Linked DNA regions of Mus musculus: regions 1 and 3 are each linked to region 2. Evidence: chromatin contacts called from public Micro-C data. All regions are on one chromosome and are shown on one strand. Each heading gives the region's core, a stretch centred on a gene start, on an enhancer-like site or on the middle of the called end of the contact. The rest is flanking DNA. Distances are from core to core; before and after follow the strand shown.

The links. Hi-C and Micro-C count contacts between places; a contact is called where the count stands out from the background.
Region 1: a Micro-C map of embryonic stem cells shows a contact between it and region 2, with 11 times the contacts expected there. The contact joins the promoter of Tmem132b here to the promoter of Uncx in region 2. A contact is called at or near these places in 1 of 39 promoter capture datasets (embryonic stem cells) and 2 of 484 Hi-C or Micro-C datasets (both in embryonic stem cells).
Region 3: a contact with region 2 is called in a Micro-C map of embryonic stem cells, with 31 times the contacts expected there. The contact joins the enhancer-like site here to the promoter of Uncx in region 2. A contact is called at or near these places in 2 of 39 promoter capture datasets (cranial neural crest and embryonic stem cells) and 4 of 484 Hi-C or Micro-C datasets (all in embryonic stem cells).

Annotation. Positions count from the first base shown.
Region 1 is chr5:125,529,920-125,533,861 of GRCm38.p6, reverse strand. Tmem132b (transmembrane protein 132B) reads right to left here and starts at 1,444. Exons shown (of 9, transcript NM_001190352.1): 1 at 1,172-1,444. The coding sequence starts at 1,232.
Region 2 is chr5:139,541,554-139,545,197 of GRCm38.p6, reverse strand. Uncx (UNC homeobox) reads right to left here and starts at 1,300. Exons shown (of 3, transcript NM_013702.3): 1 at 919-1,300; 2 at 568-743. The coding sequence starts at 1,204.
Region 3 is chr5:119,659,001-119,662,643 of GRCm38.p6, reverse strand. All of the region lies in intron 1 of Tbx3os1 (T-box 3, opposite strand 1), which reads left to right. It overlaps Gm16064 (a long non-coding RNA gene), which reads right to left. Exons shown (of 2, transcript XR_878735.2): 2 at 3,382-3,627. Among named protein-coding and RNA genes, the nearest start is that of Tbx3, 10 kb to the left of the region's middle. Within about 2 kb of position 1,868, at least 6 of the 459 cell types and tissues checked have an H3K27ac peak or open chromatin away from gene starts, as enhancers often do. A contact at or near this core is called in embryonic stem cells, where this site is marked.

The sequences.
Region 1 (3,942 bases), core at 195-2,694, about 14 Mb after region 2:
GGCCACCATCTCTCCAAGGGGAAAGTCTTAGTAAATATTTGGGGTCACTTGAGGTCATCTAGAAGGAAGGCAATATTTACTTTTGCCTATGCACAGTCATCCTTCCAAACAAGTTGGCATCCAGGTTTACTCCTAAGTGCGACCTCACCCAGGCAGTCGGAGCCGCAAAGTTGAGGGTGCATTTTTCCTTCCGCGTTCTGGGTATCTGTACGGTCGGTTTTTGTTTTAAGGAATGGGAAGCGAAGCTCTCAGTCTAAAGCTACCTGCTCCCAAAACGTGGGCTTTAAAGGTCTGGAGAACACAGCCCTCATACGCACATGAACAGGGCTCGTGACTGTCGCTTCTTCCCAGCCTTTGGGATTGTCTCTACTTGCCTGGGGTGGGGGAGGGGGGTACTGTCATTTTAGGATAAGCTTCCTCTACAACCAACACGTAGCAACACCGAGGTGGCTGAACCTAGCCAACTCCATCCCAGGCTGCAAACAGCATATAACTGGCTATTCTGACTTCCCCCATTCGCGGGGTTTAGGCGACAGCTGCGCAGGTGCCAGTCTGGAGCCAGACTCCCGGATCCCGGGGCGAGGGCTCTGAACACCTTCACGTTAGACATCACTAGGTGCCTGAGCGGACCACGCTCCCGGGTCCTGCTAGACCACGTATGGGTCAGGGTGCTGGGACGACCCGCGCTTCCAGAGGGTGAGCGGCAGGGTCACCTGGCTGCCTGCGGAAGCTACTTTGGGAGACAGCGGGAGCCACTTGGGGGAGCGGGTAGCTTTGGGAGGCTGGAAACAGAGGGGCAACCAGGCGCGGGAAGGACTGCAGCCAAGCCAGACATGGCCAGCCCAGACGACCTCCAGGCCCCGCAGGTGTCCAGACAACAGGACAGCAATCCACGGACGCTGGGCCACTACATCTCCAGCAGACCCCGGGGCCCGGGTGCCAGGCAGCGTAAGGAGGGGTATTTCAGGGAGCCCTGCCTGTGGCTCCCGGAGCCCCAAAAGGATCCAAAGGGCAGCTGGGACTGGAGAGGAGGCAAAGGGGACGCGCGCGGGGTTTGGGCCGCCCGGGGCTCCCCAGACCCGCCAAGAGCAGGAGGCGGCGGCCGCCCGGGACTTGGGACCCAGGCAGCAACTTTGCGCGCGGGGTCGGGGAGGGGACGCGGCCGCGTTACCTGCGCAGCGGAGCGCGCTCAGCGCCAGCAGCAGCCCGAGCGACGCGGCCGGGGCCCGCATGGTCCTCCCGGGAGCCGGCGCCGGGCTCCGCTCGCTCCTGCGCCGCCGCCTCCCGCACCTCTCAGCTCCGCGCTCGGCCGCCGGCTGCAGACGGCGCCCGGGCTCAGCGCGCGCCCGCCCTGCACTTGGCCGGAGTTGCGCGGCCCCCGCCGGCGCCGCGGCTCCTGCGCCCCAGCGCGCGTCCCATCCCGCCGCCGCCTCGGCCAGCGCCAGCTGCCGGCCGCCCCTCCAGCCAGCGCGAGAGTGAGCGAGCCGAGCAGGGAGGAGGGGAGGGAGGAGGGAGGAGGAGGGGAGCAGCCAGGAGGGAGGAGGAGGGAGGAGGACAGGAAAGGAGGAGGAGGAGGGAGAAGGGGAAGGGAGGAGGAAGGAGGAGGGAGAGGAGGAGGAGGAATGGGGCTAGAAGAAGAGGGAGGAGGATGGAGTTAGGGAAGGAAGGAGATGAAAGGAGGAAAGGAAGGGGAGAAGAAGAGGAATAGGGAAGAGAGGAAGAGAGAGGAGGAACATACCCAGAGATGTTAAAGAATAGAAAAAGAGGAGGCAGGGAGGTGTCCTCCCCCCCCCCCAGTCCCCTCCCCTCCTCCGGGCCAAGACACCAGGCGGCCACCCAGCGGTTAAGCGTCAGGATGTGTCACTCACTCCCAGGGGAGAGCACAGGGCCGCCAAGGCCTGTGGAGACCCGAATAGGTAGTCGGGCAGGGACAGAGAGAGCGTTTAGAGTGCGGAGCGGGTTCCCAGGGAGTGTTGGGAGGGAGCGCAACGCTGGGCGTCCCCGGGGTTGAGAAGGCAAGCAAGCTACCGGAGAGGCCCGCAGAGGAGGCATCTGTGAGGGATAGATTGCTGCGCGCAGACTAGGGCACGTGATAGATGTGGTGTGGCCTGAGAGCCCGCAAGAGTATCTACCAGCCTCAGGCAGATCAGAGCGCTCTTTCTGTGCTAAGGAGTGGGGAGAGGAGGCACGGCTCCGCCACCAAGGCAGGTCGTCCGATATGTCCACGAAGTGGGCCAGGCTTCAGCCCGGCGTGGGAAGAGAGTCCCAGCTTACAGGGACCAAGAAACTACAGTCCCTTTGAATGCACAGCCTAGTCCAGGCGACAGGTTGAAACAGGGAAGCTCCGAGGTGCTTCTCTGAGAGGCCCTGGAAGTTCCCTTCACCAGGCTGCAAAGCCAGACAGAGGCTGTGGTGTCTAAACACCTGAATTAGAGTCTGGGTTCTGCTCAACCTGCCACCAGTTTCTGGTGTCCTGGCTTGGCGTAGAAAAATGGGTCAGAAGCCGGGAGTGGTGGCGCACGCCTTTAATCCGAGCCCTCGGGAGGCAGAGGCAGGCGGATTTCTGAGTTCGTGGCCAGCCTGCTCTACAAAGTGAGTTCCAGGACAGCCAGGGCTATACAGAGAAACCTTGTCTCGAAAAACCAAAAAAAAAAAAAAAAAAAAAAAAAGAAAAAGAAAAAGAAAAAGAAAAAGAAAGAGAGAGAGAGAAAGAAAGAAAGAAAGAAAGAAAGAAAGAAAGAAAGAAAGAAAGAAAGAAAGAAAGAAAGAAAGAAAGAAAAAAAGAAAGATGGGTCAGACCTCAAATCAGTCAACAGGGATGATGCAGACTGTGGCCCAGCATCCTTAGTTGAGAACCCAGGGCAGGCAAAACTCATAATCCTCCAAAGAGCCTCAATTTCCCAACCTGAGACATAAAGTCAGGGCAGCCTCTAGCTGGTATTCCCAGGAATGCACACAGGAAACCCCTGACCCGATCCGCCAAGGGTAACACCCTCATGCTCGCTGCAGCCGTTATCACCGTGTCTGATTTGCCTCCATGGGCGAGTATCAGCACACTCCGGCCTTCCCAGCTGGTGAGGGGGCTGGTGGACCTACTTCATTAGTAGGGACTCATTAGTCCAGGCAGCTCCAGGCTCTTCCACAATTTTTTAAAAAAGAAGAAAAGAATAAGGAGCAGGAGCAGGTTAGTTACCAAGAACAAATTCTGCTCTGCCTGCAGCCCTCCTTCATAAGGAATCCTGTCTTTGCCATGCTCCTGGCAAAGGCATCAATAGGTGGACAGTGGGTTCTGGGTTTCTTTCTTTCTTTCTTTCTTTCTTTCTTTTTTTTTTTTTTTTTTTTTTTTTTTTTGGTTTTTCGAGACAGGGTTTCTCTGTATAGCTGCCTCTGCCTCCTGAGTGCTGGGATTAAAGGCGTGCGCCACCACCACCCCGCTTGGGTTCTGGGTTTCTTCTTGAGTTCAGAGGTTCTGTGTGTCCCCTCTCCCTGGTGACTATGGCTGTAGGGGATGCTACCCAACCTCAGGTACTTCTGGGTGCCACTCCAGTCACCTTTTCCACCTCTCCTTCATTTACTAGCGAATATCACTGAGCTGTGCACCTACTGTGCTCGAGGCCTGGGCTGGATGGTGAGGACTCAAGAAGTAAACACAGCAGGAACCGCCACTCTTGAGGAACTGGGATTGAACAGCAGCCCCGTGATGGAGATAGCGCAGGCTGCAGCCATAGCCAGAGGGAGGCCAGGGTGTATTGGACCAGGTCATCAAGAGCTAGGATCTGTGACCAGAGGGATTCTATGGCTTCCTTGGTAGGGGCATAGTACATGGAAGGCAGGCCACAAGCCAAGATCCATAAATCCCCGGGGGTGATGGAAGGCATCGGTTACCTTACCCCCACCTCACACACACTCCCGTTCAGTTCAGAGGTACCTCATCACATCTCA
Region 2 (3,644 bases), core at 51-2,550:
GAATCTTAAATTCAGATGCCCTTTTTTTTAAGCCCCCTCTTTTCCAATGTGTTAACCGCGAAAGTTTCCACCTACTCTCCCACAAATGCACCCCCCCAGCGGCTGTTTGTAAGACGATGGATAAATGCATGTTTCTATCTTAATATTTCACAAGCCAGAAATAAAGCAACAGATCTGTCAGCTTCGAGGATGGGAGAAAGCCTCTGTCAAGAGCGCCCAGGCCAGGGCCCACTTTGTCCCCTCCTGGAGGGCTTTTCGAGCCTCGGCAGCCTTTCCAGACTGTGCGCCGCGGCCGCAGCCAACCTACACCCGGCTTCCCCGAATCGAACGCAGTCACTGCAGTGGCTACTGGGGCGCCACCAGGATCTCTCCCCAATCACCTCGGCACTCTCAAGTTACTCACCTCCAGATGGGAGAAGGGGTTCAACCCTCATAATCCCCACCATGGCCAGCAGCGCGGAGCCTGAAACCACCTCCCCGCCACTTAGAACAAAGGTGGCCCTGCCTCACCGCGCTCTGCACGCCTAGTGCGGGATCTCGGACTCCTTGGGCGACACCAATCTTTACCTGAACTCGGGACTCGACCAGGTCCAGGCGCAGCGCCAGCGCCTCGCGCATAAACACGTCCGGGTAGTGGCTCTCATTGAACGCCTTCTCCAGCTCCTCCAGCTGCCAGCCGGTAAAGTTGGTGCGGGTGCGTCTCCGTTTGCAGCCGGGGCTCTCCTTGTCTGGATCCCCCGAGTCTGCGGGCATGCACAGGACGCTGCAAGGCTCAGCCACCTGGCAGATGCTTGTCCCGCTTGCACCCACCTCGGGTGCGGGGTGCACGGAGGAGTGGGTCGCTATTCTCCGACGGCCTGGTGCACCCCACCCCGAGGCCCCCCGTTGTGTTTCCCCGTGTCCCCGCCTCCAGCCTACCTGCAAGCTTGAAGGGCTGGCTTTCGCCGGCCACCCCGCAGGCAGCCGGCAGCAGCGGCGTGGGGTTGACCACCGAGGCGGCGGCTGCAGCGCACGAGCCGCTGAGCAGGCCGTCGATGGAGAAGGGCACCGAGGCCGCGGCAGCGGCGGCGGCGGCCGACTGCAGCTGGTGACCGGCCAGCTCGTACACGTGGTGGTGGCCCAGCGGGTAGGGGAAGCCCACCACGCCGCCCAGCGAGCCCCCGAACTGGGCATGCGGGTGCTCCAGGAGGCGACCGTCCATCATCTCGCGCGCGGGGCTGGCGGGGCGCGGGGGCGCGGACGGCGGCGGGGACAGGGGCCCGGAGCCCTACACATGCTTCGGCCCGCGCTCCGCCGCTTTACTTTATCAACATCAAGCTCTCGATAATTAGCCGCGGCCCGGGGAATTTGGGACCAATAAGAAGCGCTAATCGGCTCTGACGTCAGAGGCGTGCTGGGTGCAAGGAAACGTTTTCCATATCGATTGCTAATTATACCTGACACGCACCTCCATAAACAGTATCAGGAGCTGTCACAACAAGACGGGGTGGGGAGGGAGGGGCACCGCCGCGCTCGGCCGGCCGGGGGCCCCCGGCGAGCCCCCCACTCCTGCTCCCCGCCGCTCCCGCCCCTCGCCTCCTTCTAATAGATTTCCCTTTAAAACATTCGCCGGCGTGTTGTGGGGATTTTTCACCAGAAATGCTGTACTCTCTGAACCTTTAAAGTGATGTTGCTCCAATTACAGAGAGACATTGAGCGGCAAATAGACTGATCCAATAATGGGAGATTCATCATCCGCTCTTTCCGAAACTGTCACATTGAATTTAAAACTACAAGGGCTTCTCTACCAGCGGCCTCTCCCGGGCTGCGGGCTGCCGCGAGCGGCGGAGGGAGGAGGAGGGGGAGGAAGAGAGGAGGAGAGGAAGGGGAGAGAAGTGTCCCGACGAACTGGAAGACCAAGGGGAAGAAAGAGGAGGAAGAACAAGCCCAGGAGGGAGGGGGAGAAAGGAAAGGTTTGGGGGAGGAGGAGTGCAGAAAGAGAAAGGGAGGAAGGAGAGGAAGTGGATGGAGAGGAGGAAAGGATGGAGGGGAGGGGAGAAGAAGAAAGGGAGGAGAATGGAGGAGGAAGGAGAAGAAGTAATGGGGGAGAAAGGAAGGAGAGAGGAGTGGAACCAGAAGCGATGGAAGGACAGAGAGAAGCGAGAAGAGGAGAAGAGAAAGCGGGGAGGATAAAGAGAAGGGAGAATGAAAACGGAGAGTGGAGAGAAGGGGAGGAAGGAGGGGAACAAGGCAGAAAAAGAGAAGAAAGGGAGGGAAGTGGGACTAGATGGACGGAGAGACCAGAATGAAAGGGGGAGGGGAGAAAGGGAGAGGAGAGGAGGGGAAGGGGGGGAGAGAAGAACCTCCAAACAGTGATCCAGCCAAATGCGGCCCCCACCTATAAGGAGTCTAACCCGACGCCCTCCTCCTTGATTGGCAGTTACCCCATCAATATAGACAGGGTGGTGGCAGCTGGGGCACCCTAACCCCACTTAACTCCCACACATATGGGTCCTGGATGCCAGCCCAGAGGAGGAGGGAGCATGGAAGGAGGAAGGACAATGGTAACTTCAGGATAGTGACCAATGGCCCACGCATCCCTTCAAATAAATAAATAAATAAATAAATAAATAAATAAATCTCCCTCTGAGTCAGCTCTGAAGAATGGGTTGGAGGCACTAACCCATCTATTATAATTAAATTATGTTCGCAGTGAGATGCCATTCCCTTCTCCACTGTAAAATATTGATAGTCTCAAAAACTAAATCATTAGGGGACATATCCTTAAATAAGCCGCAAGCACGGACTGTGAGCAGAGGTGGACGCAGCCAGGATGGATGGGGATGGAGGATGGGGATGGGGGATGAGGGATAGGGATGGGGGATGGGGGAGGGGGATGGGGGATGGGGATGGGGGATGGGGATGTATCCTTTGTAAAAGCAAGTTTGTCACTGGAGAGATGGCTTTTTGCTGACTCTAAATTTGTAGGCAAAGTACTCTGACCGCCTGCCCCAGAAGGAAGCCTGATCATCACAACCCCAGGGCACAGTGACAAGTTTGCTTTGGCAAAAGTAAGGCCTAAGCAGGAAGAAATGGGACAGGCCAGAATGGTGTGTGCCATGTCTCTCTCTCTCTCTCTCTCTCTCTCTCTCTCTCTCTCTCTCTCTCTCTCTCTCTCTGTGTGTGTGTGTGTGTGTGTGTGTGTGTGTGCCCTGACCCACTGAGCTGGCAGAGAGGGAACCAGACTGCCCTTGGGGTGGTTCCCCCAACACTCATGTCCGGGCCTGGACCCCAGCCGGACTACAATCGGGCCTCGCTTCTAATCTACAGTGACTGGACTACCAAATTGGACTTAATTACTCCCTCCCTCTGTCTCTGAAGGAGCGGGGAATGTACAGAGTTGGAGACAGGCCTGGAGGTGGGGGGACCCCTCTCCCCGTGACACTAGAAGGGCGCTGCAAGGGTTAATCCCGAGGTCAAGGGCCAAGAGCACTACTTTTCGCTATAATTTAATTTCTTTCGCTATAAATACTACACGTAAACGCTGCCCATCCGGCTCGATTTTGCCCGTGGCCACTGCCGCCTGCTTTTCTGTCGCACTCGCGATCTGGAATGCGCCCGGCGCGTGCTTCGGAATACAGAGCTGTGATCAATCCAGCCCGAGG
Region 3 (3,643 bases), core at 619-3,118, about 20 Mb after region 2:
GGCCCCTACTTCTTTTGGCTTTGCTTTTGAAACATCTCCTGGTTTTCGGAGCTTTCCACGTGTCTAAGGGTTCCCGGAGCTTGGGTTTGGGGGAAGGTTTGGAGAAGGGGGCAGGGATAGCCTCTGAGTTGGGTGGGGGTGGGGCTGGGGGAATTGTCTTTTTTTTTTTTTTTTTCCAGCTAGGCCTTGATGGGGGTGCGGGAGGTGCATTATTAAACCCAGACGCGCGCGCGGTCCAGGAGTTGGGGGCCATGAGGAAAAGATTTACAATTAAACCAATTGGGGCCGAATACAACCATCCAAAGTTCGCAGGTGTAAATATCACCTCGGATTTTTTTCTTTTTCTTTTTTCTTTTTCCTTTTCATTCTAAGTGGCTTCCCCCACCCCCGCCCCTGCCCTGCACACACTGTGGTCTTTTTGAAAGCAGGAGGAAGAGGAGGAAACACGGTCCAGTGGAGTTAAGATTTTTCTATTAGACAAGTTAAAATATGATGGATTTTTTTCACTTTTATGTTCGTGCATTCATGTCCTGAGTAACCCAGACAGGCTTCTCTGTTTCATTTCTCCATCTAGAATTTAAGAATTGTTGAAGTCGGTGAAAGGCATTTTTGCTGTAGACTATGATGTTTTTAAAGGACTAGAATAGATTTGTGTGCTCGTGTGCATGTATGTGTATGTATAACAGATATTAGAGTGAAAGAATTTTTTAAAAAGTATCTATCTATCTATCTATCTATCTATCTATCTATCTATCTATCTATCTATCTAATATAGTCTTTCTAGCAGGAATGAAGGGGGCAGGGAACTGGGATCAAGAGAGTTCTTGGTTGGGATATCAGAAGACAGGCTTCAGATTCAAATCTAGAGCAGTTGGTCTGGCTCTCGGTCTGGACTCTGAAGATCTGAACATCAAGAGTAGATCCGCCTAATGCCTGCGGAGTTTACTACGACGCGCTTCGGTGCAACTGGGAGCTTGTGTTCCATTGAGCTATTTAAACGTCAGAGAATATCACATCTGTATTTCTCAAATGTTCTTTGTGGGCATGGGTGTATACATATGGGCTTTCTAAGTAGCCCAGAATATGAAATTAAATCTCTGATTAAAAAACTCATTGCAATCGCACCCCACGGGCACACGCCTATTTGATCCATATAGACAGAGTTAAATTAACGCTGTAACTACACACTTACCCTCTCTTGGAGCAATAAAGTCTGTCTGTTACAAATTACCAGGGAATTGGAGAATATGCCCTTCTTGCCGACATTCAGTGTTTTTAAGTCTCCCACTAACCCGCTCAATAATATATGTAATGTGTGTGTGCCTAGGCACGTTTCCAAAAAAATTAGCGATAACATCCCTCATGTATGAAAGTAGTGTTTTCCCGCCTTTGCTTTCAGGATTAGGTGCAGGGAGAAGCTTTGGGGAAGCGCCTGAGCAGGGGGATGAAGTTTTCCCAAATCTGCTTGCAAGTAAGGGCAGAGCGTCTAGGCAGGAGCCCGACTTCAGCCAGTATAAGGTCATGGGTGCTACAATTAGGAAGACAGGACTTAACATGTCTGCCGTGCCGGGAGCTGCAAGCGTCACCCAGCACAGGTTGAACCCTCAATCTGCCACAGGGAAGTCTCCGGGGAGTGGTGTTGCAAATACTCCCCCCCCCACCCCAACCTCTCTTTTGAACCATTCCCTGCCAGTTGTGTGTAAATAATAGGGTTGAACCCCATCAACCCTAGGCAGAGCGAGGACAGACAGGGATACCTTACTTTGAGGATGAAGAGATGGGGAGGAACTGCTGGGCACTAGGGAACCCCTCCACTTTTTGCTCCCGAAGAGGCTCTGGGGACCACCGAAGAAGGTGCCTTTGCCGTGGCGCCCGCTGGATGGCGCTGGGGAAAACATGGCGTGCGGAGCCAGGTTCTCCGTGTGCCTCCCGTAGACTGAGAGAATCTCTGGGGACACATTAGGTTGTGGAAAAAGGCTTCGCTTTTGAGCCTCACCCTCAGCAGTTGCAGAGGCCAAAGCTAGGAAGGCCAGGGAGGAAGAGGGTCATTTAATGAGTGACAGATCTGGAAAGTGAATCCTCTGGGGAGGCTGGAAAAGACCAGGATTCATCACCGACTCAGGAGGCCACCGGGAAATGCTCTGAGACTCCACCTGTTCTAGTTCCATGCTAGTTGAATGGTGGTGGTGGTGGTGGTGGTGGTGGTGGTGGTGGTGGTGGTGGTGGTGGTGGTGGTGGTGGTGGTGGGAGAATACCTCAAGAGCCAAGGTGCCAAAAGGCACTTGGTTTCCCAAATCCCATAGCACTGCGCCCCTTTTTGCAAAGTTTGTTTCTCCCATCCTTCCTCACGCTCCCCTCCCCTCCGCTGGGCAGAAGTGAGGGACTCACATGAGGCATGCTAGGAAATGGGAGGGAAAGGGGTGGGGGTGGGGGTGGACGCTGGACTGGGAACATCCATTCCAGAATTCAGGATTCCTACTTTTAAGGGGTCCAGGATATCTTGGGGTCTGGACAGTACGGGTTGTCAGATGGCTTCAGTGGTCCTAGAAGAGACTCCATCAAAGTCATTAAAACTTCAGACTATAGGCTGGAGAGATGGCTCAGTGGCTAAGAGCAATTGTTGCTCTTGCAAAGGACGCAGGTTGAGTTCCCAGAACCCTACATGATGGCTAACAATGGTTTTGTTCTAGGGGATAAGACTCTTTTGTGGGCGCCCCTAAATACATGCAGGCAAGGCACTCATAGGCATAAAATAAACAAGTAAATAAATATTTTTAAAACAACTTTAAACCTCAGGCTAAAAGTGGCTCTTGTCATCCCAACACTCAGCAAACAGGGTCAGGAGGACCCTTGCAAGATCTTGGTTTGCCTGGTCTACACAGGGACTTTGAAGCCAGGCAGGGCTACACATCAAGATTTTGTCACAAAACCAATGCAAGAGAGAAGCTTGGTCTACCACATTGGAAGACTTCAAACACGTGCTAGGACTTGATTTACAGAGCAGGAGAGGGAGGGAGGGAGGGAGGGAGGGAGGGAGAGAGAGAGAGAGAGAGAGAGAGAGAGAGAGAGAGAGAGAGAGAGAGAGAGAGAGAGAGAGAGAGAGAGACTGTCTCACTCACTCACAGAGCTTCTGTGGTCTGGGAGTGGCAGGGAGGGAGACCTGGCTTTCCTATCAGTTTTATCAGAGCCAGGTTTTTAGAAAGTAGTCATTCGAGGATGAAAAGAATGTCAAAGAAGACACAGAGACTAAAAGGGGAATACTCATTTGGGCTGCCTGTGGTGGTACATGCTGCTGAGGCAGGAGGATTACAGCAAGTTGGAGACCTGCTTGGGCACTATAGCAAGAATAAGCAACAACAACAACACAACAAAAGAATTGTGTCTAGTTCCAAAAATACATTTTAAGGGAATTAGTGCTTCTCCAAATGGATTCTAATGTGCAAAACAAGTCCAGGAAAAACAAACCTATTTTGAGATGATAGAAATGAAGCTTGGTGTAAGTGCTGGAAAACCCGGGTTTCCACAAGTGTTTGCTGAGTACATTCTAACTCCCGAACACTGCACACCATTCTGGAAGCTCATGGGAGGAAGGGTTCCTTCCAGGTTGGCCGTCCTGAGTTTTCTTTGCTGGGGTTAAAAAAGA